Linked DNA regions of Danio rerio: regions 1 and 2 are each linked to region 3. A link is a contact called in public Hi-C and HiCAR-type data. All regions are on one chromosome and are shown on one strand. Each heading gives the region's core, a stretch centred on a gene start, on an enhancer-like site or on the middle of the called end of the contact. The rest is flanking DNA. Distances are from core to core; before and after follow the strand shown. Region 1 holds the start of gramd2ab (GRAM domain containing 2Ab). Region 2 overlaps znf609a (zinc finger protein 609a). Region 3 holds the start of si:ch211-284k5.2.

Region 1 (3,263 bases), core at 534-3,033, 230 kb after region 3:
AACATATTTTGGGTGGCTCAACTGGCTACCCCACATGGGAGCCACATGTGTTTTTCTGTTGGATTGTCCTGCCCACACTGTCCCACAGTAAACCCACACTTACCCACATAGGGTCCACACTGTGATCATATGTGATCAAGATTATATATAAAACTATAATTTCTGGATGATTTTCTCTCAGCAGCAAGGCAGTTTTTGTCCTTCACACTATTTTGACAAAAATGAAAATGATTTATTGTACCTTTTATATGCAAGCTAAATAAAATTTAACTTATTTACCCACGAAATACAAGTTGGGGCCCCAAAGGGCAAAATCCATTGGGCCCCACATGGGCTGACCCATTGGGGCCCACATGGGTTTTTCTTTGGGCAAGCCCACTGTGGGCTTGCCCACAGAAACCCCATGTGGGTCCCAAAGGGGAAAATATTTTAGGGGCCTGCATGGGCTACCCCACATGGGGCCCACATGTGTTTTTCTGTGGGATTGTCTTGCCCACACTGTCCCACAGTAAACCCACACTTACCCACAGTGGGCCCACACTGGCATGTTTGCTGGGTAGAGATGGTTGTGCGTGAAAATCCCAGTAGATCAGCAGTTTCTGAAATACTCAGAGAAGCCCGTCCGGTAGCAACAACCATGCCACGTTCAAAGTCACTTAAATCCCCTTTCTTCCCCATTCTGATGCTCGCTTTGAACTGCAGCAGATCCTCTTGATCATGTCTACATGCCTAAATGCAGTGAGCTGCTGCCATCTGATTGACATTTGCGTCGGCGAGCAGCTGGACAGTTGTACCTAATAAAATGGCCTGTACGTGTATTACCTACATTTACTGGCTAATGCAAATGGTTTACTCATTTTTACACAGTGATGGAGGAACATCACCCATATATGAGAAGCTAATAGAAGGATGAGAGCAATCTCTGTGCAGTTCTGTTGACCTTCATTTACAGCTGATGTGAAAGGGCAGAACGGAAGTGGGGAGTACAGTTACACAAGGCCTTCGCAGGTACATCCGTCCACGTGCTTTATAAAGCTCTGCAGCGGTAAAGTGCTGAAGGGATACAGCTGCGGACACTCACATCAATATAATTTGTATGACACTATACATCAATAATTAATATTTTTACATTACTGTGAGGGTTGGGTTTAGTGTAAGAATTGGGTATGCGTTCATAAAATACAATTTAAGGGGTAATTTAATAAATAATATGTATAATAACTGTTTTTATATTACTGTGAGGGTCGAGGATAGAGTTGGAGTAGGGGAAGGCGTTAATAAAATACAATTAAATAGCTAATTTAATAAATAATGTGAACAATTATCGGTATAATTACTGTTTTTTGCATTGTTGTGAAGATTGGTTAAGGTATACGTTAATAAAATACAATTTAATGGGCTATTTATTAAATAATATAAACAGTTCTCGACATGAAAACTGTTTTTACATTACTATGAGGGTTGGATTAGGGAACCCTAGGGGTAGACGTTAATAAAATACAATATAATCGTTAATGTATTTATTAATATAAATAGTACTCGGTATAATTAATGTTTTTACATTACTGTGATGGTTTGATGTAGGATAAGAGAAGGATTGATGTTAATAAAATACATTTAACGAATAATTTAATAAATAATATAAATAATTCTCGTTAACTTCCGGCCGCAGCTGTATCCCTTCTCTGCAGCAGCAGCAGCAACGGTGAAGGGGCGGAGCCTAACACATGTTACGCCCCTCTGCTACACCACGGCGGAGCAACAAGTCGCAACCGGTCCGCTGAATTTCCCGTTGAACGGTGATGATCAGCTCTCGTGCCCTTGAGGAGCAGCAACTCTCGGGTTTTATGATCATTTATGATGCTAATTTGCGATAATCCGATGTGAATGTACTAGCGGACCTGATGGAGAACCGCATCAGCTGTGTTTGCTGTGAAATGACGGACTGGAGATCAGTTTGAAGGTAAGAAACGCGATGTACAGTAATGTCCGCGTCCATATACTGTATTTCAGCACACCGCACTGCTGTTTACACTCATATTATTGCATATTTAGCAGTAGAAAGAGGATGTTTTAGTGGATATACGAGCACTAGAGTCCGTGTTGTTCATTTAGTATTGAAACTCTTTGCCACGTTTGCAGTGTTTTCATCTAAAAGCAACACAATTCTGATGTTTACATCAATACTGAAGCTTGACATTCTTTATTAAACCACATACAGACATTATTTAATACTAAACACACGATAACTGCTTATGATGCTATTAGTAGATATTTAACTAACATTATTTGGCAGAACTTGTGTAATATACATATAATTCTTATAATATATGAGATATTTTAAGGTTTTATTTGTTTTTTTATTTCTAATCTGTAATCTAATGCCATTTAGCAGTATTTTATGTCTGTAAAATTATGCATTTTAAGGTAAATCCATTAGGAAAGTGCTGTTGTGATACCATTGTTGTAAATATAGTCGTATTTGTGTCAAATATGTAGTGTCTGCATCGAGTTACATCTACAAAAGTGATTATATGTGCATAGATGGCATACAGCATGCCATAAAGTGTCTATAGTAATGTTTCAGTAAACATAAAAGGTCTAAAATGGGTGAAATGTTGCTTCATTGTCATCAAGCATAACAGATAAATAAAACAAGTCAATTAGATATTCTGAGATATTTAGAAGTGGACAGATGTTCTGGATGATGTTTTAGTGGATATACGAGCACTAGAGTCCGTGTTGTTCGTTTAGTATTGAGACTCTTTGCCACGTTTGCAGTGTTTTCATCTAAAAGCAACACAATTCTGATGTTTACATCAATACTGAAGCTTGACATTCTTTATTAAACATCATGCAGACATAATTTAATGCTAAAACACACGATAATTGCCTATATGATGCTATTATTATAATTATTACACATTTAACTAACTTTATTTGGGAGAATTTGTATGATATACGTAAAATTCGTAAAAAAAAAAAGAGATATTCCTAAGATTTAATTAGTTTTTTACTTCTAAACTGTACACTAATGTCATTCAGCAGTGTTTTGTGTTTATGAAATTGTGTATTTTAAGGTATATCCCTTTGGAAAGTGCTGTTGTGATACCATTGTTGCAATATAGTCATATTTGGGTCAAATATGTAGTGTCTGCATCGAGTCACATCTACAAAAGTGATTATATGTGCATAGATAAAGTGTCTATAGTAATGTTTCAGTGAACATAAAAGGTCTAAAATGGGTGAAATGTTGCTTCATT
Region 2 (3,614 bases), core at 406-2,905, 190 kb after region 3:
ATCTATCTGTCCATTCATCCATCCATCCATCTGTCCATCTATCCGTCTGTCCATCTATCTATCTGTCCATCCATCCATCCATCCATCCATTCATCTGTCCATTCGTCTGTCCATCTATCCATCTGTCCATCTATCTATCTGTCTATCTATCCATCCATCCCTCCATCCATCCATTCGTCTGTCCATCTATCCATCTGTCCATCCATCCATCTGTCTATCTATCTATCTATCTATCTGTCCATTCATCCATCCATCCATCCATCTGTCCATCCATCCGTCTGTCCATCCATCTGTCTATCTATCTGTCCATCCATCCGTCCGTCCATTCATTCATCCATCCATCCATCCGTCTGTCTGTCTCTCTGTCTATCTATCTTATCCATCCATCCGTCTATCTATCTTACCATCCATCCATCCATCCATCCATTCGTCTGTCCATCTATCCATCTGTCCATCCATCCATCTATCTATCTATCTATCTATCTATCTATCTATCTATCTATCTATCTATCTATCTATCTATCTATCTATCTATCTATCTATCTATCTGTCCATTCATCCATCCATCCATCTGTCCATCTATCCGTCTGTCTATCTGTCTATCTATCTATCTATCTATCTATCTATCTATCTATCTATCTATCTATCTGTCCATTCGTCCATCCATCCGTCTGTCCATCCATCTATCTATCTGTCCATCCATCCGTCCGTCCATTCATTCATCCATCCATCCATCCGTCTGTCTGTCTCTCTGTCTATCTATCTTATCCATCCATCCATCTATCTATCTAACTATACATCTGTCCATCGATCCGCATAGTAATCGGGGATGGGGGTGATACGTCCCCGTCACTTTTAGAGACTGAACAATAAGAAACAGGTGATTAATTATTATATGAATGTAAACATTTGGATCTCATACATCTAACCCCACCCCCACCCCCCAGTGTCTGTCTATCCCTCTATCTGTCCATCCATCCATAGGAGATCAGTTGATGATAGTAGACTCTCTCTCTCTCTCTCTCTCTCTCTCTCTCTCTCTCTCTCTCTCTCTCTCTCTCTCTCTCTCTCTCTCTCTCTCTCTCTCTCTCTCTCTCTCTCTCTCTTCCTCTCTCTCTCTCTCTCTCTCTCTCTCTCTCTCTCTCTCTCTCTCTCTCTCTCTCTCTCTCTCTCTCTCTAAAGCAGGAAACTCTCAGTGCAAGAGTGCAAATGTCAGTTCAAAGCTGAAGACTGGAGCTCCAGTTTCAACAAGAGACTCACTGACATACAGAGGTCACTCACAGGGAATGTCACACACACACACAGATATATATATGTATATGCACACCCAAACACACACACACACACAGCTGTAGTGTGGCCGACTGTCAGAGTGTGTTTAATGAGAGTGTGTGTGAGTGAAGCAGCTCCAGCTCCGTGTTTCTCTCTGAACTCTGAGCCATCACTAATAACGGCGCACGCTTTGAACAATCACACGGAGACTGGCAGCGTCTTTAACTTCCCCGTTCACCTTTCCCCCCGCCGGTGGTCCCGTTTCAACAACAGCTGATGTCATGCTAATCGCTAGCAGATGTACAACTCCTCTATATATTGTTATTCTCCTTCAGTCTCCTGCAAGTTTCCCGTTCACAGACCGGATTGGAGGATGGAGAATTCTCCCGCTTGTGTCATTGAGATGGAATGGGTTCCGTTGCCGTGGCGGCGCGCGGTTGCCAGTTGTCAAGGAAACGCAGCGTGAAGGGCAGAACTAAACACTCGGAGGGGTTTGTGTCGCGTCGACTGCCGTGTGAAATGTTTATTGCCTGGCAGCTTTTGATAAGCTGTTTTAGAGGCAGGCGATTGATGCCCCGTCGAGAACAAACTGATCTGTGTGTGTGTGTGTGTGTGTGTGTGTGTGTGTGTGTGTGTGTGTCACTGAGAGACGCACTCAAACACACCACACATCAGTGTATAATATGACAAGGTCAGATGCTTGTGTGTGTGTGTGTTCTGGTTTAGCTATACTTGTGAGGGCTCAATTGTCCTGGCTTACATAGTAAAATATGAAAACCGGCCACTAATGAGGACGTCACACCGGTCCTCACCGATTACAAGCGCTTATTAATCACACAGAATTCATATTAGAATGGAATATTTGGCAGGAACTTAATTGTGGTGATGTGGTGAACTATCCATCCATCTATCTATCTATCTATCTATCCATCCGTCCGTCCGTCCGTCCGTCTATTTATCTGTCTATCTGTCCAACTGTCTGTCCGTCTATCTATCTATCTGTCTGTCCATCCAACCATCCATCCATCCATCTGTCTGTCCGTCCATCCATCCGTTCATCCATCCATCCATCCATCCATCCATCCATCCGTTCATCCATCCATCCATCCATCCATCCATCTGTCTATCTATCTATCTATCTATCTATCTATCTATCTATCTATCTATCTATCTATCCATCCATCCATCCATCCATCCGTCTCTCCATCCATCCATACATCCATCCATCCATCTATCTATCTATCTATCTATCTGTCTATCTATCTATCTATCTATCTATCTATCTATCTATCTATCTATCTATCTATCTATCTATCTATCTATCTATCTATCTATCTATCTATCTATCTATCTATCTATCCAACTGTCCATCTGTCTGTCCGTCTGTCCGTCTGTCTGTCTGTCTATCCGTTCGTCCATCCATCCACCTGTCTATCTATCTATATATCTATCCATCCATCCATCCATCTGTCTCTCCGTCCATCCATACATCTGTCTATCCATCCATCCTTCCATCTATCCAACTGTCCATCTGTCTGTCCATCTGTCTCTCCGTCCATCCATCCATCCATTTATCTATCTATCTATCTATCTATCTATCTATCTATCTATCTATCTATCTATCTATCTATCTATCTATCTATCTATCTATCTATCTATCTATCTATCTGTCTGTCTGTCTGTCTGTCTGTCTGTCTGTCTGTCTGTCTGTCTGTCTGTCTGTCTGTCTGTCTGTCTGTCTGTCTGTCTGTCTACCCAACTGTCCATCTGTCTGTCCATTCGTCCATCCATCCATCCGTCCATCCCACTCTCTGTCCATCCATCCATCCATCTATCCATCTACACAAGTCATATATTAAACAGTGGAGCAGCGTGTCCTCTGCTGTGACACTGTAATCACACTAAAAACTTTCATAATTAGTCGAAGGACCCTCTTTAATCTTAGAAATTTTCAACAAATGTAACTTTTCTGGAATCACTATAGAAGTATCTTTATTAGTCCTTTATTGTGAGTCTCCTGTTTATTGAAAATCTGCAACAAGTCATTGACACTAACAAACATGATTCATAATTTCCTCTTAAATAAACAGCACTATATGAAGATGAGTGTCTGACGGTGAAGATAAATCACTCTCACGCTGTTTGTTTATTATTAAGGGTTGTTTTTCTGCATTTTCTGCAAGTAAGAACTCAATAAATATTTAATTTAGAAATACAATAATTGAATATGCCAAACAGGTGATGTTAACCTGCTGTCTGCTGCCCCCTGCTGTTCATAAGTGTGCTTCAGTAACAGCGTGCTCTTTATTCTCCGTCTCTCTGGATGTGTGAGTTTAAATGTT
Region 3 (3,531 bases), core at 656-3,155:
ATGAGTGAGTGACTGAATGTATAACTGAATGAGTGAGTAACTGAATGTATAACTGAATGAGTGAGTGACTGAATGTATAACTGAATGAGTGAATTGATGAATGGGTGAGTGACTGACTAAATGAGTGAATGACAATGTATAACTGAATGAGTGAATTGATGAATGGGTGAGTGACTGACTGAATGAGTGAATGACCATGTATAACTGAATGAGTGAATTAATGAATGGGTGAGTGACTGACTGAATGAGTGAGTGACTGAATGAATGACTGTCTTGAATGAGGTATTGACTGAATGACTAAAGGGATGACTGAATGAATTAATAAATGACTAAATGAATGAGTGACTGAATGAATTAATAAATGACTAAATGAATGACTGAATAAGTGACTGAATTAATGAGTGAGTGACTGAATAAATAACCGAATGAACGACTGAATGTGTGAATGACAAAAGAAATTACTGACTGAATGAATGACTGAATGTTTAACTGAATAAATGAATGAATGACTAGCTGAATAAATGAATGGCTGACTAAAGGAATGACTAGCTGAATGAATGAATGAATGAATGAATGAATGAATGAATGAATGTTCACCTGCACTTTCTTCAGTTTGTGCTGAACATGAGCAGGTGTTTGGATGCCTTTAGTGTCCACAACAGGTGAGGCTTCTTTCACCTTAGAAAAACAAACACAGACACCTTCATCACTTCAACTCTAAATACAGAATTGCGCTAATACTTTTGCAGTCTTCACTGATCCAGACACTTCAAATTCCCCATAACACAGCATAAAAATTAGGGTTAAAGACCAAGTTATTGCCCTCCTGTGAAATATTAATTTTAATTCAAGTATTTCCCAAGGGCTGTTTAATATTGCTCACAGCATTACATGTTTGTTTCTGGAGAAATTCTGCAGTTTGGCTGCAATATATATGAAAACATATTTTAAAAATGTAAAAACTCTGTGGTCAAAATTATTTGCCTCCTTATTGAATGACAGTGCTTTGTTCTGTTGTTGGAAAAAGAACATTTTGTTAACTTGCCTAAATTACCTAGTTAAGCCTTTAAATTGCACTTTGCGAAATATTTCAAAACCATTAATTTCTCACGAGGGCTAATACGTTTGTATCAACTGTATATTTAAAAGTAAACATTATTGACAATACATTTAGTAACCTCATTTCTCATTTCAATTGAACTTAATGTTTTAAAACTAGACAAAAATACTTCATGAAGCTCGTTTTAAACAGTATTTTGGATAATAGTTTGGCCCAGACCTTGTTTCTGTGCTCCTGGTATTGTGTTTGGTCCCATTTCTGCTGCAGGAATTTGTTGGTCGCGGGTTTGAGCGGCTGGTAAGACTTGTACATCTCAAATAAACCAATAATAATCAAATAAACGGATCCTTCTGCTGCTGCTTTCTGTTTATTCAGCCTCCAGTTCCGCTCACTGACGCTGATTGGGCGATATTAAATATTAAAAGAGTTGTGGGTCATCCTTAGTAACCACGCTCGGCAACATTAACAGCATTATTTACACACGTATGTTGTTTACAGAGCAGCATGATAAAAGTATTTCTGAAACGTATACTGCAGCCGTTTTATGAATAAATATAGCTAATAAAAATATTATGTTATTGTAAAGTTTTAAAATATGTAAGTGTTGTATTTGTGATTATTTCGGGTAATATATATACATTTTTTGTAAATGAGGTAAGCGAGACACTTTTCGCGGGCTTTACTGCAAACCGGAAAATGTTTTTCATTAATTAAGATGCACAATTTAGACGTGGACGACCTAATTTAAAATATCTTAAAAGCATCTTAAATTCCCTTTATTCACTTCACAACTTCATTTAACATGTTCGAACTAATAAACGTGTACAGTCAAAGCTTCACAAACTTTGGGTTTCCGATTTTTGGGAATTTTGGGTTTCCGCTGTTTTGAAATGCAGGGCTTGCCTTTAAATAACAGAGAATTTAACTGAATGTGAAAAATTGATATATGTAACTGATATTGGATGCACTGGTGGTGAAAATGAATGTAAAAACATGATATCATTACTCGTATTAACTATTCAATTATGCATTAAATTGTGTTTTATTAACCTCTACCCCAAAACTCAGATAAATGAAAAATATTAATCATTGCTGTACAATAATTTATTAATTATTGTGTAACAAAAATGATGCTATGTGACTTTACCGTGTTTCCGGTCCTCACCGCAAGATGGCGACACTCCCTCATTCAAGCCTTTCCTCATTACAGCACCGCTTCGCCATCAAAATAAACACATAAATCGACACAAAGCGTGAAAACAGACCCAAAAAGAGGAGAATCTGGGGTATTTATGCTACATTATGTTCTGGTTTATTTATTTGTTCATACAGTTTCATGAAGTATTAGGCAGTGCGGACTGTTTGAGAGCAATCACGTTAAGTGTGTAACCTGTTGATGCTGAACAGTCAAATAATGTCACGTGTTTTTCATTATTCAGCTTCATTCAGTACAATATAGTAGTGTTCAAGTGTTTAAACGGGCTTTTTATTAATTGTTTTGAAGCACGTTGCAAAGTATTTTGTATTTGTCTTCCTTATTTAGATTAGCATTATCTAAAAAGTATGTATGCAAAGGTATATTTTTGCCCTCTTATAAGATTATGGCTAAGGAAGGCAACAGTACACTTATTAAATCTAAAAAATATTGTAGTTTTGACATGAAATCGAATGTTTTCATTGCAGTGTGTCTGTGTGTATGCAAATTTGAGCATTATAATATTAATTTTAGCAATATTATCATCACAAATCCCTGACTGTGTTCTGTGTTGAGTTTCTGTTGAGTGTCTCGGGTGTTTTTAGATCACTGACTTAAAAACTTTGCTTATGGATTTTGGAACAGGACCTTTTTTTTCCAGGCTCTTTGTTTTTTTCTTGCCATAAAATCAATTGTTAGGTCCCTCTGACTGATGTGTGTGTGTGTGTGTGTGTGTGTGTGCGTGTGTGTGTGTGTGTGTGTGTGTGTGTGTGTCTGTGTGTGTGTCTGTGTGTGTTTGTGTGTGTGTGTTTGTGTGTGTGCTTGTGAATGAGCTTTCTCCTGAGAACAGAGAATTGGTCACCCACAACACCATAACAACCACAGTGAATCCGTAGGAGCAATCACCCACAACCCCATGAAGACCACAGTAAACCTACATGGACACCCTAGTAACCACGCAAAACACCATAAGATCCACAGTGAACCCATAGGAACACCCTAGCAACCTCCTGCAACACCATAACCACAGTGAACCCACTGGAACACCCTAGCAACCAACAACACTATAACAAGCACAGGGAACCCACAGGAACACCCTAGCGACCACCTACAACACCATAACCACAGTGAACCCACAGGAACAGCCTAACAACCAACCACAGCACCATAACAAGCATGGTGAACCCACTGGAACACCCTAGCAACCAACAACACCATAACAGCCACAATGACCCCACAAGAACACCCTAGCGACCACCTACAACACCATAACCAC

What was found. A called contact is a pair of places that touch in the nucleus more often than the background predicts. HiCAR-type assays count read pairs that join an accessible place to other places.
Region 1: a HiCAR-type map of caudal fin shows a contact between it and region 3, with 6 times the contacts expected there. The contact joins the promoter of gramd2ab here to the promoter of si:ch211-284k5.2 in region 3. A contact is called at or near these places in 5 of 18 Hi-C or Micro-C datasets (caudal fin and embryo) and 1 of 4 datasets of contacts at active chromatin or transcription factors (caudal fin).
Region 2: a Hi-C map of hematopoietic stem cells shows a contact between it and region 3, with 5 times the contacts expected there. The contact joins the enhancer-like site here to the promoter of si:ch211-284k5.2 in region 3. A contact is called at or near these places in 7 of 18 Hi-C or Micro-C datasets (caudal fin, embryo, hematopoietic stem cells and 1 more) and 1 of 4 datasets of contacts at active chromatin or transcription factors (caudal fin).

The regions. Positions count from the first base shown.
Region 1 is chr25:1,234,058-1,237,320 of GRCz12tu, reverse strand. It overlaps gramd2ab (GRAM domain containing 2Ab), which reads left to right and starts at 1,783. Exons shown (of 12, transcript XM_073942620.1): 1 at 1,783-1,963. It also overlaps a transcript of twf1a not described here.
Region 2 is chr25:1,266,797-1,270,410 of GRCz12tu, reverse strand. The region is part of intron 3 of znf609a (zinc finger protein 609a); the gene reads left to right. It also overlaps a transcript of twf1a not described here. Among named protein-coding and RNA genes, the nearest start is that of gramd2ab, 33 kb to the right of the region's middle. Within about 2 kb of position 1,655, at least 20 of the 62 cell types and tissues checked have an H3K27ac peak or open chromatin away from gene starts, as enhancers often do.
Region 3 is chr25:1,460,433-1,463,963 of GRCz12tu, reverse strand. si:ch211-284k5.2 reads right to left here and starts at 1,905. Exons shown (of 5, transcript XM_005174216.4): 1 at 1,280-1,905; 2 at 598-678. The coding sequence starts at 1,372.